Regions from separate parts of the Mus musculus genome. Here region 2 is linked to region 1. The links are chromatin contacts, called in public Hi-C maps. All regions are on one chromosome and are shown on one strand. The core of a region is the stretch at or near the end of the contact, and the rest is flanking DNA. Distances in the headings are between cores, read along the strand shown.

Region 1 (5,035 bases), core at 34-2,533:
TGATCCTAGGAGAAAGCTAAGTGAGCAAGCCATGAGGAATAAGCCAGTAAGCAGTGTTCTTTCTGTGGCTTCCGCTTCAGTTCCTGCCTCCAGTTTTCTGCCTTGAGTTTCTGCCCTGTGACTTCCTTGAGAGTTGTAAGATAAAATAAACCCTTTCTTCTCCAAGTTGCTTTTGGTCATGGTGTTTATTATCACAGCAATGAAGAAGTACATTAAGAAAATGCATGAGTCCACTGTTTGGGGGCCTTCAGGTTGATGCTGCTTTATTGTCAGGGCTGCACGAAGGGGGCTCTGTTCTGACTCTGGGTACCTTCATGCAGCTTAGGATCTATGTGAGTTTTTCCATCTTCATCTTCAGAGAGCCTGAGGGTCCAAGGAGTCATCCAGCTTTCAACAGCTGAACCAGAGTGACAGCCAGGCTCTACGTGACCCTGACCTGCTCCTCCCATGAAAATTACAATTTTCCAAACCCCAGGAAGCCTATTCCCACGGAGTACATGTTGCTCAACGCTTCCACTTGTAAGAAACAACTTGACGCACGCTGCCCTAGGTCATCACTGATTCAGGAGTTCTTCCAGACTAATGAGAGGCAGCATCCTAATTAGGCCAGGGCTGGGCCTACATGCCAACATGACCCCTGAGGTGTGCCTTGTCAGACAAGTGGGAGGCAAGTAGGAGGACTCTTTTTGGTGTATATAGGCATGAACTTACTGAGAGGCTGAGACTGGAGTCAAGGTCAGGGGACTACAGGAGCCACAGAGACATTCTAGAAACCAGATTCCCACTGCCTCTGTCCTTACACAACCAGGCCTCGCTGGATCCTGTTTAGCACATACTCCTGAAGGTATGGCTTATCTCTCATTGATTCACATGTCCCTCAGATGACATAAACAGGAGTTCTTGATGCTAGAGCATCTTGGGAAGTGATGTCAAGGTATGGGGTACTTTCTGTGGAAAGTATCCCAGACCTCTTTATCCTTCCCCATAATTACTGATGTTTGCCTGTACTTTGGGGTCCTGGAAGTCATGGAGAGGGCATGGTTGCTGGAGTTTTCTGGTAGACAGAAGGTGCCAGGTTGTAAATTATCAAGCATCTCCTTGAAGAGAGAAAGTCAACCAGCAATGAGATATCTGGCTTTGCAAGCTGTGTGCCAGACTGGGCCCCCAGCAGGAATGGAAGTGAAGGCAGCAGGACCTTGGGCTGAGTGTCTGTGGGGTGTGTGGGGTATGGAATCCGGCAGCTCCAGGCTCAGAGCCACACGCCTCCAGCACCTGAGGCTGTGTACTGGTGGAGAGCCACCCACCACCTTCCTGACCTACTTTTCAGTTTGCTCACGGCTGCTGTGACAGAACACCGATGCCTGCTTTCCTGGGTGTGTGGGAGAAGTGAGTTTCCTCACGGAAGATGCTCCGAGCTTGGCGGCTTCAAGGTCATAACAGTTTCAGTCAGCCTGAGGTAGCCTCAGGGAGACCCAAATGAAATTGTAGTTCCACAGTCCTTTCTGATCACTGGCAATGTCTTGTCTTGAACATGATGGTGCCACCTGTCTCATTGATGGTCTACTGTAGTAAGGCTCGGCTTATACTGAGACCCCTGTCTACCGTTAGCCTCTCAGATCCCGTCCAGGCTCATCCACTGCTGACAGAGGGACTTCACTTAGCCTACTGCTTACTATGAGGAGAGAGAAACACTTGCCCAACAGTGAGCAATCTTTAAGGAGCAGACTAAGTCCAGAAACTGAGTTTGGTGTTTGGGGGTAGAGTGGAGGGACTCTGTATGTGTGGGTGAGTTTAGAGGTCAGAGATCAACCTTGGGTGTCACTCCCCGTGGTCTGTCACTTATGGATATGTGAGCTAGGCTTAGCTAACTAGGGAGTGTCAGGGATCTGCCTGCCCCTGCCCTCCCAGGGATTACAAACGCACCCTATCCCCCATCAGGCCTGGCTTTCACCGCGGTTCTTGGACTTGAACTTAGGTCCTCATGACTTCATGGTGAGCTTTTATTGACTGAGTCATCTCTGCAGCTTTTTGACGCTTGACTCAGTTCTGTTCCCATTGCTCCAGCTGCCACTGTTGGGAGGTGGAGCTGTGCCATGATGCCCTCGAGGGCCCTCGAGACTTCCTCAAGTGCAGAGAGGGTGGTGCTAGGAAGCGCCCTTGCGATCACCTGTGCCTTGGTGACTGTAGTACAGGTGTCTACCATGTGGGGGTATCAGGAGGATTAAATAATGAGTAAATATTTGTAAGTTATAAAATTTGTAAATACAATTGACAAGGATTTATAGAAAATAGTGAGTACTTAGAGAACAAACACAAAGCATTTTGTAAAGACCAGCTGGGTTTATTATTATTATTATTATTAGTGAGAGAAGTATGGGTTGGGAAGTTGTTAGTGGGTGTGTGAGTTTGGGCTGGGTCTGTGGATGAGACACCTCATACTGACCTTAAAGTCCTTTTTCCCAACCTTTCCCATTCCCAGGCTCAGTCTTGTCTCTAATATATAGGGCTTGGCTGTTTAGATAGATCAGTGGGACTGACTGGCATTTATTACTCTGTTGCCTCCACTCCAGCTTCTGTGTACAAAAGGCATCACTCTGAGCCTCGTGGGCTTGTAGAGGGTAGGGCATCTGTGGCTTAGGTGAAGTAATTGTTGTCAAATGCTCAGCCAGTCCCTGGCAAGCACCTATAGATACTGGGAATAATATTGACCTTTTCATCCCTGGTCAAATGTCCACTCCATTAGAACAGGCTTCTTGGCCTATTTTGTTCCTGATCCATCTCAGGTTCCCGGTATACCACATGACCCTGTGACAGGAATGACTGCATTTGTTGCCATCTCTAAGGCAGCCAGATACTAAAGGAAGAATCTAGAAATAGCCATGGACACTGTGGAAACCAGGACTCAGCTTCCAAAAATCAGCACTGACCAGGCCTCTGTCCTCGTTTGCTTTCTGTTGTGATAAGCAAAGAAAACCCAGGGAGGAAAGGCTTCCCCAGGATAACCCATCACAACTGAGGCAGAGACCCCAGGATAACCCATCACAATTGAGGCAGAGACCCCAGGATAACCCATCACAACTGAAGCAGAGACCCCAGGGTAACCCATCACAACTGAGGCAGAGACCCCAGGATAACCCATCACAATTGAGGCAGAGACCCCAGGGTAACCCATCACAACTGAGGCAGAGACCCCAGGATAACCCATCACAATTGAGGCAGAGACCCCAGAGTAACCCATCACAACTGAGGCAGAGGCCCTTGGGGAACGCGACTTACTGGCTTGCTTTCATGTCTTGCTCAGCCTGATTTCAGGCCACCTGTCCAGGAGTAGGACCACTTATAGAGAGACCTAGGCCCTCCCACATCAAACACTGAACTATAACTTACCCACCCCATAGACACACCCACAGGCATGAAGGCAATTCCTTCTTCCCAAGTGATGCTAGCTTGTGTCAACTTGACAAAAACTGACCAGTACATTCTCCTGATCATACTGTGTCCGCTGCCTCAGTCTCTAGGAGATGCCACCACTGCCACTTTGGTCATTATTGTCTGCTTCATCCAGATTTTTGTCCAATCTCACATGGACAAACTGCAGCAAGCTCATCTGTCTCCCTGGAACTGAGAAAGAAACGTCCTTAGAATGAATTAGATTCAATCAATGGCCTACCTAAAATAATCCCAGAAACCTTCCGTTTGCCTCTAAGCTAAAGTCCAACTCTTGTGGTCAATAAGGCCATGCAAAGATGCTCAACATCATTAGCTACCATGGAACACAACCCAAAACTACACTGAGGTAGTGTACAGCCACTAGGATAGCTAGAATAGAAAAGACATAATAATAAGTGCTGGCGACAGTGTGGGGGGATTGAGACTCTCTTCTCACCCAGAGAAAAGATAGAAGTGGTAAAGTCAATGTGGTAAAAGATTCAGAAGTAAATGTGGTAAAGAGCTCTCCCAGAATGCTGAAGCCTTGTGTTAGATTTCCAGAGCTGTCCAGCATTACATAAACCAGATGTGGTTGGACTTGCCTGTAATCCTACGACTTGGGCAGTGGAGGTATGAGTTTAAAGTCATCCTTGGCTACATATTGAATTCCAACCTAGCCTGGGCTACATAGAAGAGACCTTCCCTCAAAGTAATAAATAAGTAACTAAATAAATAATGACGCTCTGATGGATGCTGCAGCATGAATGAATCTTAGAAACAACATGCTAAGAGAAAGAAGTCAGCTGTGTACTGCATGACTGTACTTGTATAAAACATATAGAACAGGCAGAGCTAGCGATAGAGAGTACACTGGTGGTTTCCTGGGGCCACTGTTGGGATAAAACAGAGTAACTGTTCACATTTACAGAATATGTTGGGGGGGACTTAGGCAGTGATGTCTGCACAGCTTTAGAACTGTCCTTTGAAATCATAGAATGGCTCTGTGAGGAGCGGAATTGCATATTGTGAGATATTATACATTCCTTTTGAAAATGGACTGTGGTCCATCCCTGTAGGATGGACTATGTACAAGGGGTAGTCACTAGTTCTGGCCAGGGGCTTCATCCCTCTCCCAGACTGCATCTTCTCTCTCTAAACTACGAGCTCTTGTCACATCGACATGTTAAGTCTATTGGTCTTGGGGTTTGTACTCAACCTGTACTGTTGCTCTAAACTCACCTTTCCCCCTCTGGACCCCAAGAACCTAACTCATAGTCCTTTTCTGGTTCCTCCTCATGACAACTTTGACCCCTTTCCCCTGTCTCAAGCTTCTTTGTGGATGTCCTTAGCTAACCTCCCACGTTGTATACTTAAAGCCAACTCATTGGAATGGAGAACAGCTTGGCTTTGGGGACGTCCTAAAATCAACATTTAAATCTGATTAGATGGCTACTGAAGAATTTTCATTAAGGACCAGCTGTTCGGCACTTGATCAAGTTTCTAAGACACCGAAATGGCGTCTTTCTCCTTATTTTTCTGCTTCTAATTGTATCCAATTCTTTCTTATTAAAAGTTATGGCAGTCATGGCCATGGAGCAAGCGAGAT
Region 2 (5,023 bases), core at 1,696-4,195, 120 kb after region 1:
CCTTTATAGCCTTTAGGCTCCACCCCTTCCTGCTCATACCTGTCCCCTCCTTTGAGTTTTTCAGCATTGAAAGAGTAGCCTCTATCACCTCCCTCTTTGTCGGGCTTGGTTTCCTTCTGCTGGGATTCAGCACACAGCAGGTGCTTGAAAATATTGGTCACCAGTTTGGAGTTTTGATGGAACATTTGTCTAAGCAGAGTCTGGCCAAGGTGATGTGGGGTTTAGAAGGAGAGAAAGAAGACTAAGAGGCATGGTGGAGGTTGCTGTCAAGTGGCTTAGAATTTATATGAAAAGATAGAACACTTGCTTAAAACCAGTTCAAGATCAGTGTGGTGGTACACTTAGGTGGTGGTTCTAGCCCTTAGGAGGCAGAGGCAGCAGGCTCAGAAATTCAGTTTGAGTCTGACTAAACTACATAGAGTTTGAGGCCAGTTTGGGATACATATAACACCCTGTCCTACAAAACAAAAACAATGATAAAAAACAGATGCTGTGTAAATAAAATAAATGTCATGTAAATTAGCATAGTTATAACCATGATAGCTGAAGGCCAGTAAGTCCCAGATTCCAGAGTAGAGACTGGTTATAACTGTGTCTGAGGAAGTAAGAGCAGGTCTCCCTAGCTGTGGACTCAAAACAGCAGATTTGGGTGTTGAGCCTCTAACTCTCTGCCAGAACTTGTGGGGAAATTTGGTTGTATTAGTGCATGCCTTTAACCCTAGCAGTGGAGCTTAAGAACTTGATGCAGGAAGATCCCAAGTTTGAGGCCAGCCTTGGCTACATAGTGAATTCTAGACACACCTGTTCTATATAGCAAAAAGGAGAGAGGGACAGAGGGAGAAGGAGGAAGTAGGAAGGGAAAGACAGACAGACAACAGAGACAAAGAGACAGACGGGTGGGGGGAGGGAGGAAGAGAATTAATTAGTTGGGAGACTAGAGTGAGGTTGAGAGGTTGCCCGAGGCCACACAGATTATTGTCAAAGCTGGGATTGTAGCCATATCTTGGGTCCTTGCTGTCTTTATTCTTCCTGACCTGCACCCTACATGAACAGCTTGTGACAGACCAGAGAATCTGTGGCCATCAACAGAGATGCTGAGCTTGGGTCAGGAAGCTTTCCTTTAAGACAAATCTCTCCTTCCAACCTGGACATTTCCCATCTGTGGGCCCTCAGAGGGAGCCTGGCAGAGTGGGTGCACAGAGAGGAAAACCCCAGAAAGAAGCTGGAACCTCCATCTTCAGTTCAGGTACAGTATACAAATAAATCCTAGTCTCCCATGCTCCAGGTCCTGGCACTGTAGATAGCCAAGGGCAGATCGAGTTTCTTGCATGCTACGCCACACTGAAGACCAAGTCCCAGACTAAGTTCTACTTGGAGTTCCACTCAAGCTGCTTAGAGAGTAAGTGCCTTGTGAACTACCCTTTGGGGAGGTTCTTTCACATAACTACCTTTCCATTGATAACTGGTTGATCCCTCACCCAGTTCATTCGTTTTCTCTCTCTCTCTCTCTCTCTCTCTCTCTCTCTCTCTCTCTCTCTCTCTCTCTCTCTCTCTCATAAGAATCCATGGATGGACCCCTCAGTGGGTTCAGCAAAGGTGGGGTACCTATGGGGCTACCCAGTGGCTATGTGGCCCTTTCCCCACCCCTGTGGTTTGTTCTTCTACTGCCTCAGCCCTAGAGATAGAGGCAGCCACTGGTGTCCATGTCCCTGTCCCCTAGGTCCCCCCTGTCCCTGACTTGTCCATCAACATTCTCTAGGCAGAATCCATTTGAGTTTCCACCAAGCTGGGTTTGAGTTTCCATTAAGCTGGGTTTGAGTTTCCACCAAGCTGGGTTCTTCTTGCTCAGTGAAAGCCCTGGGCAAAGCTCCAGAATGCTGAAGATCTAACAGGGCCTAAATAGCTGCTACTGCCTGCTTGCTGTTGCCCTGGCCCTCCCCTTGCCCTTTCCATATTGTGGCTCTTGTGTTGTGGGGCTCACTGTGACTGGGAGCAAGGTAAAGATAGACAGCCCATTTCAGGTGGCAACGTTGAGCACTCACCATGCTTATGAAAGATCCTTTCTATAGAACATCTCCAGACATACTGTCTGAGACTCCTATGCAAGAAAACTATATGCTTTCTAAGTCTTCCTGAGATGGTTCAAAGAGTGATGGGGAAGGATAGGAACCAACCTTGCAAACAGAGGCACAGACTGTCTGCTTGTAGAGCCCAGGAGAGCTACCAGCCTTCTACCCCCTCACACCTTTTTGCACCTTCCTTCAATGCATCCCGAACCTTCCTGGGATTATGCCACCTTCACCACAACATCCTGAAGCCCCAGCTCAGCAGCCAGGGTCAAAACAGTTCCAACTGGAATGAGGGGCTTTGTGCGGGTGTTTTTAATAAACTATCGAGACATTTGCATAGATTTCTATGGAAACAGCATATTAGGAGGCTTAAATTAGAATTTCAAAAGGCTGCTATCTTGAGTGTCGTGGGAAGTGGGACGAGCTGTCATGCTTCCCAGTCTTCCTGCCTGCGGTGTGATGACTTCTTTGTTGCCTGGGATGTTGCAAAGAGGAGTCAAAAAGGAGGGGGAAATCTCTTTGATTTTTCCTAAAAATAATTAGACTGTGTTGGCAAATGACCATCCTTCAAACAAAAACAGAATCCCCAGAAAGCCTGACTCCTAATTGGTTTGGAGGCCTCAGAGACATGAGAAGGGAAAGACAGTCCTCCGTGGTCGAGGAAGGCGACCCCTTGGAGACTTTTCTGCCTGGTTCTCACTCTGTGGTCTGCAAACCCAGCTTCTTCTTCTCTAACAGGTTTTGTCAAGAGTCAGGAAGGAGAGAATGAAGAGGGAAGTGAAGGAGAGCTGGTGGTACGGTTTGGAGAGACTCTTCCCAAGGTAATCCAGGAAGAAAATGTGCCTGGGGCAGAGGGCTGCAGCAGTGCAGGTTAGTACGCAGCACTGCAGGCTAGTGTGCAGCTACAGCAGTGCAGGCGAGTATTCAGCTGCAGCAGTGCAGGTGAGTATTCAGCTGCAGCAGTGCAGGCGAGTGTGCAGCTACAGCAGTGCAGGCGAGTGTGCAGCTGCAGTAGTGCAGGCTAGTGGGCAGCAGTGCAGGTTGGTGGACAGCTGCAGCAGTGCAAGTTGGTGTGCAGCAGTGCAGGTTAGTGGGCAGCTGCAACAGTGCAAGCGAATATGCAGCTGCAGCAGTGCAGGTTAGTGTGCAGCTGCAGCTCTGTAGGCTAGTGTACAGCTGTAGCTGGTCTGCCCAGAGTACAGCTACAGCAGGTTCATCCAGACTGTAGCCATCCCAGACCAAAGCCATAGAGACCAGCTTAGACACTGTAGTCAAGGGACTTAGGGTATGCTTTTCATCATGGATGGATGACCTCAATATTCCTAAGTGGTTTTCAGCCCTGCTGTGCCTACTCCCCTTTGGTTATTACCTACTTAGTGTTCGCAGCACTTGAGATTGAATCGAGGCTCCTGCAAGCACTAAGCAAGCACCCAACCATTGAGCTATGTCCCTGATTTCCCTGAACACTTTTTAGCAGCAGGAAGTTGAGGGCAGTGCTGACATCCAGGAGTCTGTCACTCACCAAGCCACATCTCTAGCAAACCACAGAATATTTCAAGCCCAACTGGAGGTTTGTGACACATTTACTCAGACAGGGAGCAGGCCTATGGTGTCTTCTCTAATGCAGCCATAGACCTTGGAGGGGTATGAGGAGAGGGATGGTACTGCAAGTCTCATTTCAGACCTGGCTGCTAGACCTTCCCTTGGCCTCTGGGATATGCAAAGAATGGAAGGAAGAATGGAGGCAATGGACCAGGGACCTGGAAGCTCAACTCAACCCAGTTTAGGAAATGGGGTGGGGCAGGGAAGAAAACTATCTCTCACTTGGCTGAGCAATGGGGTCCACCTGCTCTCTTGGGCATGAAGAGCCAAGACCTGAGTTTGCTTAAAAGAACATATTCAGTTCCGTTTTACTATGTATTTATTTATTTTATGAATGAGTGCTCTATCTGCATGTACATCTGCATGCCAGAAGAGGGTATTAGGTTCCATTACAGATGGTTGTGAGCCACCATGTGGTTGCTGGGAATTGAATGCAGGACCTCTGGAAGAGCAGCCAGTGCTCTTAACCACTAAGCCTCTCTCCAGCTCTCCTGATGCATGCAAACACCAAGACTGCTGACCCCCATTTACCTGTCCTGACCTGCCCTCACCTGTGGACTCTAATCTGGTGTCTCCTCTGCAGCTAAAGCCCATTATCTCTGACCCCGAGTACTTACTGGACCAGCATATCCTGATCAGCATTAAATCCTCTGACAGTGACGAGTCCTATGGTAAGCATCCCAGGCCAGGGACCTCACCGTACCTTAGCCTCAGCCTCTGAAGTGAGGGTGATGGTGGCTTAGCCTTTCAAGAAAGCCTGTCTGCCACCACCCATTGTGCCCTGATGCTGCCACTTCCTCTGTCCCAGAGGGACTTTTCCTAGTGGGTTACCATCCCTGCTCCTTGTCACTTCTGGGTGCCACAGCCAGTAACCTCCTGCTTAGCCTTGCTGAGTGAGCTGCAGGTACCATGTAATTTAATCTTAGCCTTAAGAGGCAGGTTCTGTTCCCCAGTGAGTAAATAGGTAAACTGAGGCTCATAGAGGTCAAGTGACTCCCCCCAGGTCACACAGATAGTCCTCAACTGAGCTGTGGCTTGAGCCTGAGTCTGCCTGTGCCACCGTGTCTCTCGTTAGTCCCTAGCCAGCTCCTCAGACCCAGGTGCAGAACATTAGCCCGTCCCTGCTGCCAGGTCAGCTTTCCAGTCTGTCTCCTTTTCCTTTCAGACTTTTCCTTGTATAGAGATTTTAGACTGACTTACACTCTTACCTGTTTATCTGATTTTGTTTATTTCTTGTACTGTTTCAAACCTTGGGAAGTAAGCTTTCCCTATAGCAACCAGATTAACATTTAATACCATTTCTTAGATGGATTTTTCTAGGATTTAATTTTTCCCTCAGCATTGATCTGTAT

Evidence for each region. A called contact is a pair of places that touch in the nucleus more often than the background predicts.
Region 2: a Hi-C map of cerebral cortex shows a contact between it and region 1, with 10 read pairs. The contact joins two enhancer-like sites. A contact is called at or near these places in 1 of 15 datasets of contacts at CTCF or cohesin (large pre-B cells), 7 of 484 Hi-C or Micro-C datasets (Sertoli cells, cerebral cortex, cortical neurons and 1 more), 2 of 115 datasets of contacts at active chromatin or transcription factors (embryonic stem cells and neural progenitor cells) and 5 of 9 other capture datasets (adipose tissue, embryonic stem cells, liver and 2 more).

What each region holds. Positions count from the first base shown.
Region 1 is chr1:87,588,063-87,593,097 of GRCm38.p6, forward strand. The region is part of intron 2 of Neu2 (neuraminidase 2); the gene reads left to right. Among named protein-coding and RNA genes, the nearest start is that of Neu2, 17 kb to the left of the region's middle. Within about 2 kb of position 1,284, at least 17 of the 459 cell types and tissues checked have an H3K27ac peak or open chromatin away from gene starts, as enhancers often do. A contact at or near this core is called in cerebral cortex, where this site is marked.
Region 2 is chr1:87,706,811-87,711,833 of GRCm38.p6, forward strand. It overlaps Inpp5d (inositol polyphosphate-5-phosphatase D), which reads left to right. Exons shown (of 27, transcript NM_010566.3): 20 at 1,286-1,399; 21 at 2,808-2,890; 22 at 4,255-4,342. All of the region lies in intron 3 of Gm33470 (a long non-coding RNA gene), which reads right to left. Among named protein-coding and RNA genes, the nearest start is that of Gm33470, 16 kb to the right of the region's middle. Within about 2 kb of position 2,946, at least 36 of the 459 cell types and tissues checked have an H3K27ac peak or open chromatin away from gene starts, as enhancers often do. A contact at or near this core is called in cerebral cortex, where this site is marked.